Regions from separate parts of the Mus musculus genome. Here all the other regions are linked to region 1. Evidence: chromatin contacts called from public promoter capture Hi-C data. All regions are on one chromosome and are shown on one strand. The core of a region is the stretch at or near the end of the contact, and the rest is flanking DNA. Distances in the headings are between cores, read along the strand shown. Region 1 holds the start of Rhno1 (RAD9-HUS1-RAD1 interacting nuclear orphan 1). Region 2 holds the start of Cd69 (CD69 antigen). Region 3 holds the start of Clec2m (C-type lectin domain family 2, member m).

Region 1 (4,181 bases), core at 95-2,594:
GGCTCAGTTTGCTTTTAGTCAATCAATCCACAATCCATGAAATAGGAAATAGGGCCACATCCCATCTCAGTTTTAGCTATATAATCTCTTACCCAAACAAAATCGAAGTCAGGTTTTGGCTCGTTTCTGCTCAGCCTTTGCCTATTTTTATTAATCTTTGAGATAGAGTCTTGTTATGTAGCCTTGGCTAGCCTGGGGCTGGCAATGTAGACCTGGCTGGCCTGGAATTCAGAGATCTGCCTGCCTCTGCCTCCTGGGTGCTGGAATTAAAGGTGTGCACCACCACACTCTGCTCACTCTTCAAACACAGTCTTATTATGTAGCCCAGACTAGACTAATGTGAGGCCCTTTTGTCTCACACCAGGATTATTGGTACGTGCCACATACCTAGCTGCTTACAACTTCTAACCGGGTTCCTTCAAATATTAAATAAGAACAAAATTCAGAAAGGCGAAGACCCTGCCTCCTGTCTCATAGCATACCACACTCACTACATCTTAGGCCTTTGTATTCAGCAGGCCTCCTCCCGGTCAAAGCAGCTCTCCCTTCTCTATTTACTTCAGGGTTTCCCTCTCTTCTGTGTAATGGGTAACAGATCTTACACCGCGTTCTCAGCTCCTTTAAAAAAAAAAAAAGGAAAGAAAGAAAGAACGGCTTTACTGTCCTAAGTCAAGATCTCATTAAAATAAACAAAGTTATCACAGGAGGCTGCGGGAGGGCGAGCCAGTGACCCCGGCTACTCCGAAGGCGGAAACACGAGGATCCAGAATTCTACACAACCTTGTGTCAGACAAAACCCACCGGCCTCTAACTTGTTCCTCTGTAGCTAGAATTCTACCGATCTGTTCATCTCATTCTGTGCTCCCTCGCCATCAGACGCTGAGGCCAGGGGGAGGACGCCCGGGTCCGCCGCTGTATCCTCCGCTCTTATCGTAAAGTACTTCGAGGGAATAAACGATCGTCCGGACACCTCGGGGGCTGGGGCCCGGGAGGAGGCGGCCACAGACCGGAGCGGGGCGGAGCCACGTAACCGCAAGTCTAGGGCCAGAAACCCAAGCCGGACCCCACGGAGCCGCGTGGACTGAGCGGGGCGGGGGACCCAGGGGTAACCGAGTGGGTAGCCAGCCCGGGGAAGTGGCGTACGCTGTCCCGGAAGGAAGTCGACCACTGAGGCAGGGCGGTCCGGGGCGGGGCGGAGCAGGCTGCTGGCCGCCGTCCGCGCGTCCCCGCGTCCCTCCCGCCGCCCCTCGAGCCCCGCCGGGGCCGCCTTACCCGCCCTCCCGGCCGCGGCCGCCGCTCCTCAGGACACCGAGCGTTCGGGGCCGGAACCCGGAGACAAGCCGGTGCCGATTGGCGACGCTCCGTCACGTGACCGCAACGCTCCGCCGGCGCCAATTTCAAACAGCGGAACAACTGAAAGCGGCGCTGCGGGACCCACCCCCGGCCCGGGCTCCCCCGTCACCCCGCCCCGGGCTCCCACCCCGGCCGTCCCGCCGGGACCCGCCGCCCGGGCCCGGCTCGGCCCCGCGTGGAGCAGACGCGGCCTGTGAGGTGAGTGGGGTGCGGCCGGGTCCAGGGAGGGCTCGGAGTCGGCACTGCCGGGGCTGTGGGGCGCGAGGGGGTGTTGGGCACCGCCGGGAAGAAGGTCTGAGCCTCCGGCCTCGGCCTTGCCGCCGCCGTGTTCTCCGAGCATCCCCGGACCCTGGGAACAGGCCTGCCCTCGGAGTCTGCATTTGCAGTCAACCCTGCCTCCGCCTCCACCGCTGCAGGGCGGGATCCTGGCTGAGTGTTGGTTGCAAGGTTCCCTGTTGAGTGTGGAGAATAATGGGGTCGTGGGGTGGCTCTGCAAGTCTCCTTCCGCTAGAAGATATTGGGAGTGTTAGGGAAAGGCTGGTCAAAGAGAGCCCCTGTGGTGGTGGGGGGGGGTGTCTAACATCTGATTGGGGTGGGGTGCAATGGGAAGGAAAACGAAAACTGAGATTTGAAGGTCGAGAGAACGGAGTATGAAGAGAGCTGCAGGGTGGAAGGGACCTGAGAACTCTTAAGCAGCTGGCAAACGTCAAAAGAGTGTAATCCCTTCTTTGGCAGGTGTCCTAAAGCGACAGCTGCTTTCTCTGTTTCTCACAGGATTGCAAAAGTGACAGGATTTAACTTAATGATAAATTATTCTATCTACCTATAAAAAAATCCATAGGAATGCTTTTTCTAAAGACTTCCTTCCTTAGCGTTTCAAAACCACTTTAGCATAGCCAGGCATAGTGGTGAGTGACTGTAATCTCAGCAACTAGAAAATTAGAGGCCAGAGGCTCAGCAGTTCAAAGCCAGCCTGGACTACAGGCGATTCTGTCTCAAATATAAAAGCCACCTTAAGCTTATTAATGATGGCACATCTTAGTATGAAGGAGATCAGTATTACAATCTTACTTTTGAAGCAGAAGATCAAGGTATATAGAGTATTATACTCACAAAACTAAAATATTGCCAGGCAGTGGTGGCGCATGCCTTTAATCCCAGCACTTGGGAGGCAGAGGCAGGCAGATTTCTGAGTTGCAGACCAACCAGGGCTACACAGAGAAACCCTGTCTCAAAAACAAAACAAAACAAAACAAAAAACAAAAAAATCCCACTAAAATATAGTTACTTTCAGGTACCAAAATATCATTGTGCAAATGCTTTGCAAATTTTGAAAGAAGAAAAACACACTTTAAAAAAAAAATTAATGTAATGGGGCTGGGGAGATGGCTCAGTGGTTAATGGAAGCTCTTGAAAATCTTTTTTTTTTTTTCCCAATTCAAAAGGATTGGGGTTTTTATTGTAGAACACTTACAAGCATTCACAAGGCCCCGGGTTCAATCCCTACCACCACATAAACCTGGTATTGTAGCTGCACCTGTGATTCTAACAGGTGGAGGCAGGAGAATCAGAAGTTTAAGGTCCCCTGCATTATTTGAGACTGATGGAAAAGGGCCATAGGGTATAGCTCAGGAGTAGAGTAGAGTCCTTGCCTACTGTATGTGTAGCCCTGAGTTCAGTCACAGTACTGAAAACTTTGGAATAAATGAGACTGCACAGTCTACACACATTGCTGTGAGCCATCAGTACGGAAGTCCCCCCCTTTTGTCTGGGATCTTGCAGACTAGTGGTTGATCTCACCAGTGTTGTGGCAATAGGGCCTCCTGCCTCTGCCTCTGTATGCACTGACCCTGTGACCTGCAAAGATGTAAACTGGCCAAGGCGTTGTCACAGAAAGGACTGCAGAATCAAAAGTATTGTCAGGACTCCTAATAGCCTCCTGTCCACCCGACCCATCGTCTCTCATCCCTCTCCCCAGTCATTGCAAGTGACTTGCCTTCTAGTACACAATGGCAGGCATTTCCACATTCTTGTAGATGACTCATGTATTCCTTTGGCCAAACGTTTAAAAAGATGTTAAAGATGTTTTTACATTTTTACTGGGGGCAGGATTGACCCACATGCCACAGTGTATATGTGGAAGTTGGAGGGAACCGGTCGGGGGCTGATTCTCTCTTCCCACTATTGTGGTCCTGGGGATTGAATTCAGGTGGCCGGGCTTAGCAGCTGATGGTTTCAGTCTCTGAGCCATCTTGCCAGCACCCCCCCCCCCACACACACACATCTTTGTCTTGTTTGTTTGCCTTTTCATAGTACAGGGAACTGAACCTAGGGCCTTGCTAGGCAAGCACTCTATCGCTGGCCAAACGTTCTTAAGCTTCCAGGGGACCACTGACTCCAGTCCAGTCCCAGGTTCCCATCTTGAAGTGTTTGCTGCAACTGGTAGCTTTCCTTGGTCAGTAATAGGGCTTTATTTATTTTGTATGTCTGTTTTGAGACAGGGTCTCATGTGGTCCAGGCTGACCTTGAAGTCACTGTCTGGCTAAGGGTGACCTTGAACCTTGTAGGTGCTGGGAATACAAGTGTGTATCAAACCTAGCTTCTGCCCTTATTGTCTGAGGGTTTGACCAAGGTCCGGGCAGCATTCCCCTGGGCCTCTGAGCTTCTGCTTTTGGCCATTCATGCAGTTTGTCTCAGCCCAGCGGATCTGACAGGCAGCTTCTCCTTGCCCTCCTCAGGGTCAAAGCTTGCGATTCTCGATGGAGAGCGAAAGCACAGCCTCACGATGAGAACCAGCCCCCGCCGGCCACTGATTCTCAAAAGACGGA
Region 2 (4,176 bases), core at 1,379-3,878, 910 kb after region 1:
ATACATTTGTTGAGTCCTTACACCGCACTCCTATGGTGTGTTCATTAATTGCATATAAATTATAGCACAGTTAAAGTGATAATGTAAGAATGAACAGTGAAACATTACATTTTCTAAGATGGATTAAAATAATAAGTGAAAAGTAACAATGCTATAAAACATATTGAACAGACCCCCCCCCAATTTAACTTACTGTATAAAGGTTGAACAAAGTCACAGTTACCTTTAACTAATAAATGTTTCTGTATCAGGATTTGGATAGATAGAAATATGCCTGTACTAGCATGTAAATAGGTGACTGCAGAGGGAAAGTCAATTTTTGGCTTTAGATTTTGGATTTTGTTTTTTACAGGGTGAACCCTCATGATTCAAAACAGTATGCCCCCACTAGAATGCCCTTGTATGTTCCCAAATTCTTCAGTGTGAATTTTTTAATGCTCATGGAAGCTTTAATACAAAATGGCTCCTTGAATAAGATTATAATTAACAGTGAAAATCACTCTCCACAGTTGTAATCCCAACACTTAGGAGTCTAGTGTCAAAGGAGTGTGAGCTTGAAGCCTATGGCTACAAGGTGAAAAGTTATGTCAAATCTTTTCTCATTATAAAAACACTTAACTTTCCATTGTAGATGACTTTTTATAGTTACAAGATTATTTCTGTAGATTTTATCTTGGAATTTGTGGATTTTTTTTTCTTAAAACATTTTGTTCCAGATAAGCTTGGTGAGGAGACATCACATGGCTAGTATCACCAACTTGTACATTTTGTAGGATTTTCTTTTTCTTGGTGAAAATCTGATTTCAAGTTTTCTAAGAGAAGCCTTTATCAATCCTGCCTAGGTCTGTTTTCCCCTGCCTTCCTTTTCACACACATACACAATTATCTTCAGAGGCAGTCTTTGTAGCTTGAGTAATAGGTTCAGAGACTGGTCTAGTTTCGTTTCTCAACATATGATAGTCACATTGCTTGGACTCAATTTATCAATATCTCTGACTGCACAGCAAACATACCCACATCCAAAGCAACCCTAGACCTCAACTAGTTCATTCAGCCCATTGACCCACCTGGTGGGTAGACTATGTAGACCAACTCCCACGTGACAGTTTATTTCCATCTCCAAGGGTCATGGCTAACCACAGTTCAACTTGTCACCTAGGCAACAAAACATCCCCCCCTAACAGCACACTCCTGAGGCCTGTGCATTAATGGAGAGCATGAAAACAGATCCACCTATTTACCAACTTTCAGTCACCCAAGGAGGAGCCTGTTGATTCCACTGCTGCTGTGTTGCTAAGGTCATGGCCGTGAGAACATAAGTTAAATATACAAAGGTAGATGGAGCTGACCCCAGGCCAGGTCAGGAATTTCTGCATTTGGTCTTTCCTTCATTCCACTATTTATTATAGTTTCATTATTATCTGCTTTTTAAAAAAAATTTAAGTGAGACATATAGGTATGGGTTGCTTAGGTATCTAAAAATGAATATTGTAGACTTTATATCTATGTTTTTGACTTCATGCTCTCAAAGAAGGGATGAGATTTTAAAGGTAACTGAGACTTTTAAAAAATTTTTTATTTTTAATTTTTTTACACAACAAGACAACTTGACAGAGAAACTCAGAAAATAATTCGTTCCTCACCAACTATCTTGGCGGTGTTGGTCATAGCAAATCCCTTTATTAACTGGATCGCTCGTGCTTTCAAATAACTCTCATTCCCAAGTGCTAAGTGCTGGAGGGCTCCTTACAACTCAGATAGAAACAGACAGAAGAGACAGAAATGTGAAGGGTGATCATGCTTTTGTAAAAAGGAAGAAAAATATATAGTCATAGAATTTGAAGTGATTCATTGGAGGAGAGAGACAGAACAAAATGTAAGGAGGAGATTCCATAGGTCTCTGCAGAAGATGACATTTTAATGACAGGGTTACATTCTAATGCATCACCATATGACACTGCACATGTTCAGGTGTGTGTAATGCTGTTTTCTCTGAGCCTGGAGACCCGAATGCTGCTAACCACTGGAGGATTCATGAGGAGAACACTAATGAGGGAATACACACAGAAAGCAGGCAAATGGATAAGGAAAGAGCAAGAACGTAACTCTTTGTGTGAAAAACAGAGTTCTTCATAAAGAAAAGGATAAAACTTACTGATGATGGTGGTTATGGGAAAACTATAGAGAATAACTAGGTCAAGCCAGGCAATTTATCATTTATCATTTAAATCCACGAGTTGAGATGTTACAAATCTATTCAAAGGAAAAGTCCTTTCAAGATCATCTGAAAGTCATATAGCTCTCTCTCATACAAGTATCTTGTCTTCTCATAGCTAGAGAGGTATTTACCTATGCCCAGTTTCTCTTTTACTGATTGAAACAGAACATAACCAAGTCCTCTGATAATCTCTCCATTCTCCGCTCTATTCCACACATCAAATGTAGAGATCATTCCAGAATGTAAGAAATCACATGACTTACCCTTCTGCCCTCTCTCCAGATGTGAAGAGCTATTTTCCGTTATAGAACAGTTTTCAGAATCCATCCTTTTTAATTTTTTTCCCCTCAAGGTCCCTGGCGACTCTCAAGTGGTCCACGGAGAGATGTAGCTGGAGCTGTCTTGTTCAGTGTCTTGATCTCGGAGGATTTCAGCCTTTATACTCGATTAGGCTCCACCCCTTCCTCCTACCCTGTACTCACTCAACTCAGCCAGTTCTCTTTAATTTATGCTCCAGCGGCCTAGACACTTCACCGTGTGTTGTTGTGGTGAGCTGCGGGTTTTCCCTGCTGTCTGAAATGTGCTTTCTCACAACTGTAGCTTCAAGAGGAAGAGATAAATGGGATTTTCCCAGAATCGAAGACATCCTTCCACAAACTTTTAAAAACACAAATAACTTAGGAAATGGTATAATCTAAACAAGGAGCTAAAAGTTTGAGATTGCTGTATTTGACATGGAAAAGCACTGGAAGAGAGAGTAAAACTTTTTCATGCAATCCTTTGCATTGGTTTCTTTGTATATGTAGGCAGGTACAGGCATTTATTGAATACCCATTATGTACCAGGTGCTGTTGGTGGCCAGAAGATGTACTGTTGAGTAGGGATTTTAAAATCTCTATCTTTGTGGCTCTCTCTCTCCCTCTCTCTCAATTGGACAAGTTTTATTTAGTTAATTATGGATTTAAAACGTGTGGCATTCACTTCTTTTTTCCCCAGAGACTAGTTCTTTCAAGTGTCAGGAGTTGCTTTAGTGCAGGAAACAGAAAGCTTGTGGTCTGAAACTTCCTCGGTGTGATCTAAAACTGTTTCTCTTCAGTTATCTATTTCATCATCCCTTGCTCATTTTCTTGTCATCCTCCACTGTCAAACTTACTTTGTCTCACTGCAGAATATCTCCTTCTATTTCCCCATGTCCTTTTCAGGTGTCTGTGGCCTCGGATATTTGGAAGATGATCCCTATACACATATCTTCCCATGATATCCATCTCATTCAGATAAGTTATTGAGCACCACATAAATGCAGAAAATGTCTGTTTTGGTAAGTCAAGTGTGAGGATCTTAAAAAATTACAAGCATGATTTCTTACATTCTGGAATGATCTCTACATTTGACATATGGAATAGAGCAGAGAATGGAGAGATTGTCAAAGGACCTGGAGTAAAGTTGTCTGGTTTGCCTTTGTGAAGATATAATGCTTAGGTTGCTTGGAAGGTACCGGCACAGACAACTGAGGTGAGCCAGCAGGTGGATTTGTCTGCTTGAGACACAGACAGGTACATGCTGGTCCTAATGTGCCTTTTTGTTCTCAGTATCTTTCCTGCACAGCAGCTGGGATGAGATTAAGTATGTCATATCATCTTGTTGAGAACATTCAGCTCACCAAAGGCTTCCTAATAAAGGTTCCTTAAAATCCAAAGACCTTACAGCCAAGAAGAACCTCTACATTGGCCTCTGGGCACTTCCTCTATTACTTTCCCTCTACAACAGAGAGCTTCTTCTTATTCCATAGGAGTGCCCAGGAGCCTGCCACTGCAGGGCCTTTAGGTCTTTCGGTTGTGTCTTAGCGGTTCTTTTTCCATATGCCTATGTGCCAGGTTTTCCCATAATAAATAAGGTAATTAATTCAGTATCAAGTGAAAAGCAGGAAGGTCCAGATACTCATGAATACCAAGAAGTGC
Region 3 (4,326 bases), core at 14-2,513, 970 kb after region 1:
ATTAGAGTAAAGCTGGAATCAGGGTTCCATGCACCTGTGGCCCTGAGTTAACAAATGCAGCTTAGCATACCCCACTTTGCTTGCCCCTCCCCACCACCACTATAGCTGACACAATTTTGACACAAATATGGTGCCTTACAAGATCTTACCGTTGACCACATACACCCAGCTCTTCATAAAGCTTTATTTGATCACCCTGACTCAGAACCCTCCTTCCTCCTGCTTCAAATAGAATGAATTTATGCATAGCAAGTCCTCTAGAAACAAATCTAATCTATTTTTTTTTTCAGGAAAATATCCCAGCTGGTACTCTGTTTAAATGTAATACATATTTATCAATAGACTAATCTAGGAGGTAAAGCAGGTGGAGGGGTCAGGCTGAATAGCCAATACCACTATCAAGTGTTTTTAGTAGAAATTGATCACTTACATTTTCTAGGAAAACTGAAAAACCCCCAAAGAAGAACAGCAACAGCACCTCCTAGCAGGGTCCAAAGGGTCAGCACTTTCTTCGCATCTGTACATAAAGCAAGCAGACAGGTCACTACCAGAGAAAAATAACAAGCAAACAAAACCTCCATTAAAAAAGCCATAATCTCTGTATCCTATACACAACTCAGCCATTGATCTATTAGGAAAAGGGAAAAGGCACTCAGGTGTGACTTTGGCTTTTGTCTGTACAGTACTTTGTCACTTCCAAGAGCTGGGCAAAACACTCTCCAGCAAAGCTTGAAGAACAAAAACACAGTCCCCCACCTTTTGTGGCTTTGGGGGGGGGGCGCGGGTGGGTGGGTTTGGTTTGGTTTGGTTTTAATAAAATGTCTTCTGTTGTGAGGAGGGTGGAGCGGGAGTGTATCATCTTCACTTTTAGTCTTGAGCCTTTGTTGATGATGGCCACTTTTTCTTAAAGTTCACCTCTGCCTCACAGGCAGAGGCTACCAGTCTTAGCTTTCAATGAAACCCAGTCATCTCCTTACCGAACATTAACCTGTGATGCCTGCGTTCATGGCTTGTCTGAGGTAGTCTGGGTGAAGTGTCGGTCTGCATAGAAATGGTGCTCCAGTGACTACAGAGATTGAGAAAATTCTTAAGCGGAAAGGAGAACTGATAGTTGTATCCGTTGTCTTCAAAGCTCTAGACTCGGAGGGCTGAGTTTCTTTGGAATCAAGACTAGAGCAAGATTGATAGATGGGAGAGATAGCACCACTCCAGCGTGATGGTTCTGCATGATGGGCCACAAGACATCTCACTGGCCCTGTCCTCTAACGGTAGCACGCTCCAACGGGTGTCTCGCTAGCTGCCCTGATTGGCTGCTGGTCGCCATGGGGAAGCCTGATTAGCATCCTCTCCCTTCAGCTATCCAGTCAAGACTTCCCCTTCCCTGGTCTTTGTATAGTGTCTCCCGTGTAAACTATCTGATAAAGCCCGTGTAACTTTAGAGTTGTTTGAACTAACTGTAAATCACACTTATCCTTTCTTGATCTTTGAGCCCCACATCCAGTTTTACTTTGCTTTTAATCGCTTTCTCTTTACTTCCAACGGTCCGGTGAATTGTATTGTGAAACTTGGCAAAGTAAACTCATGGTAAATTAAGGTTTGTTTCCTACACAGGTACTATCCTCTTTGCAGAAGCTCAGAATGATGTATTCCTACAGAAGCTGGAATCATGCCTACAGATTCCCGTAATTGAAGAAGGAATTATACTTTTTTGTTATCTTTAATTTCCCCCAAACACTGAAACCATTCTTCATCTTGTATTGGGGAATTGAAAGATCGGATTAAGGAATATTTAAATTCCATTGTAATTCAAACATAAGAAACATCAGCATGCCCATATTTTATATGTGGTGCCACACATCTGTAAAATCTGATATAAGAAGATTGTTAACTGTCTAAGTTTGCTTTTCTGTTGCTGTGATAAAACCTTCTCACCAAAAGCTACTCAGGGGAGAAAGGGAGAAACCCATCAGAGTGGCTGCTTCTGCTCTGTTTCCAGCAGGGAACTGAGCCAAAGGCAGGGTTTATGCAGTGTTTCTTGTGGAGCAGAGTTTTTTCCAAGGTCAAGATTTTGGTGGGATTTCAAGTCCTGAGATTGGGGAGTGGGGTGGAGGGAGCAGGGATTGATTTTTTTTTTTTATTATCACCAATTGGTGAGTTTCTGTGGCAAGCTGAGAATTGGTGGGATTCTGTGTTTTTTGCCTTGGTCTTGGGGTCTGGTCAGGATCAGGGTCTTTCTTTAGCCCCTTTACCACACAGAGATGGTTGCTGGAAAACCCTCAGAAGCACAAGGGTAAGCAGAAGGGCCCCTGCACAGTGCAGGTACATGCCTTTGGTGAAATGCTCACCTCTGAAACATGAGGGCCAGAGTTTGATCCTCAGAACCCAAGTAAATAAAGCTAGGTGTGGTATCATGATGCTTTCATAATGTCAATACTAGGGAGGTGCAGGTCTTTGGGGGTAAGCGTTTCTACTCGGATGGGAGGGTATCCTGGGACTCAGAAGCCCAGGAACCAATAAAGCTCTAAAGGGAGAAGGTGTCCCAGTGAAAGGGCATCGGGAGTCATGAGGGCTCAGGAATGACAAAGGTCTGAGGTGGGACAGTGTCCTAATGGAAGGGCATCTTGAGTCAAGGGAACTCAAGAACCTGACAGCTCAGGGTCCTTCATGCTGTGGCTGGCCTATCCAGGGCTTGTAATGCCAAGTCCTTTGTGAGCACGACTGAGAGTTACTGCTAGTGAGTCTTCCTTCACCGCAATCTCACAACTGTCATTTTCTGTTGGAAAAGTGAAAATAGGAGAGAATTAAAAATATATATTAACCTTATAAATAACTTTCAAAAGTAAAATGATGTCTTCTAAACGGTTTTGCTCTTTTATCTAATAAGGAAATGTTCCATGATTACTCTAAACATATTATTTTAAGTCTTTATGTCACTCATCTTTTGTGCCATACTCCTTTCATCTGGCTCGTGTTTTCCTACAGTCAGATTTTGAAATGAATTATTTCAGAATGAATATTTCAATGTTTTACACACCAATTAGAGACAGCTTGTTTTTGATAGTTAAGAGTGTGTGATATTTAGATTCCAGTTCCTTGGAGGTGAATTAATTAAAAGTACATGATGTTATATAATGCTTGAACAGGGTCTGCAATGGCTTGTGGCAATATTGGAACTTGGTCTGGAGTAAAGTCTGTTGCCTGGCAACGTCCCCTTTACTGTCCTGGCATCAGAGGCAATTTCACAGTTGGTGCATTTTTCCCCATCACATCTCTAGGGGCTTCGGGGGCGTTGGCGTGGGGCAGAGACGATTACAGCTGGACCGAGTGTTCTGTTGTATAAAGGATGCACGTGCTTTTCCTTTGCTCTGAGGTTTCTTTTAATAGCAATCGTACTTGGCAGAAACATGGCTACTGGGGTTGTTACTTCCTTCAACACTGTGGTTTAGACCTCAAACGCCTGTGTTGACGCCTCAGGTCCACATGGTGGCACTCGTGGGAGGCAGTGGAATACATCAGAGGCAGAGGAAGGAGCTGGTGGTGTCCTTGGACTACAGACTTCTGTCTTTTCCTCTTTCCCTTTTCTGCTTGGCCTTTGCAGTGGGTGACTCTGCTTTACCGTAACACTATTGTGAATAAAGCAGTGCCTAATCCTCACATCCGAACTATGCTGCTGCCATCCAGCCATGATCTGAAACCCCCAACGCCCACGAGGGCCCGCCTCGAGCAAAAAGAAATGCTTTTTCTTTTGTTCTGGATCAGGTCCCTTTGTTCATGCTGAATCAAGAGGGGTCAAGAAACAGCTTCTCCTGTGTTGCTCATTCTGGGATTCTAGGTATCAAAGGTTTGCAGGCTGGACTGATGGACTCAGAGGCTTAGGTAGCTCCAAGCCCTGTGAAGATGCTCCAGGGCTTAGGATCCAGAGGCATGCAGTCTTATTGTCTGGCACATCTGTTGTCCATAGTTGGGCACTCAACAGCTAGTGAACTCTTTGACTCTAAGCAGCAGTAGGTGATGGCTACAGGTGGCAGCATGTAGCAGCTGCTAGTTTCATAGCTCAGGCCACAGGTGTTGAGCCCTTCCATAGCTAGTGTTATAGTTTCTGGACCTAAGGTATCAGGGCCTTTGACCTGTAAGGAGTGGCAGCATTGGCAGTGATTGAAGAGAGGTTGGAGTGTTGCAGGTCCAGAGGCAAATCATCTTGGAATATGTTAGCCCCTTAAATAGCCACTTATTATACACTACTGCATATACCCTGACATCACATGACTATCACATAAAGCCTTTGGGAGTGTACTAAATGATCACTAACTTGTATTGACTCCAAAC

The links. Promoter capture Hi-C pulls out the DNA fragments that hold promoters and counts their contacts.
Region 2: a promoter capture Hi-C map of pre-B cells shows a contact between it and region 1, with 4 times the contacts expected there. The contact joins the promoter of Cd69 here to the promoter of Rhno1 in region 1. A contact is called at or near these places in 1 of 39 promoter capture datasets (pre-B cells) and 1 of 115 datasets of contacts at active chromatin or transcription factors (memory CD8 T cells).
Region 3: a promoter capture Hi-C map of pre-B cells shows a contact between it and region 1, with 5 times the contacts expected there. The contact joins the promoter of Clec2m here to the promoter of Rhno1 in region 1. A contact is called at or near these places in 1 of 39 promoter capture datasets (pre-B cells) and 1 of 115 datasets of contacts at active chromatin or transcription factors (bone marrow-derived macrophages).

Annotation. Positions count from the first base shown.
Region 1 is chr6:128,361,567-128,365,747 of GRCm38.p6, forward strand. Rhno1 (RAD9-HUS1-RAD1 interacting nuclear orphan 1) reads right to left here and starts at 1,345. Exons shown (of 3, transcript NM_001326585.1): 1 at 1,273-1,345. Foxm1 (forkhead box M1) reads left to right here and starts at 1,428. Exons shown (of 8, transcript NM_008021.4): 1 at 1,428-1,551; 2 at 4,092-4,181. The coding sequence starts at 4,139.
Region 2 is chr6:129,272,741-129,276,916 of GRCm38.p6, forward strand. It overlaps Cd69 (CD69 antigen), which reads right to left and starts at 2,629. Exons shown (of 5, transcript NM_001033122.4): 1 at 2,482-2,629. The coding sequence starts at 2,545.
Region 3 is chr6:129,330,518-129,334,843 of GRCm38.p6, forward strand. Clec2m (C-type lectin domain family 2, member m) reads right to left here and starts at 1,264. Exons shown (of 5, transcript NM_199034.4): 1 at 978-1,264; 2 at 431-517. The coding sequence starts at 1,047.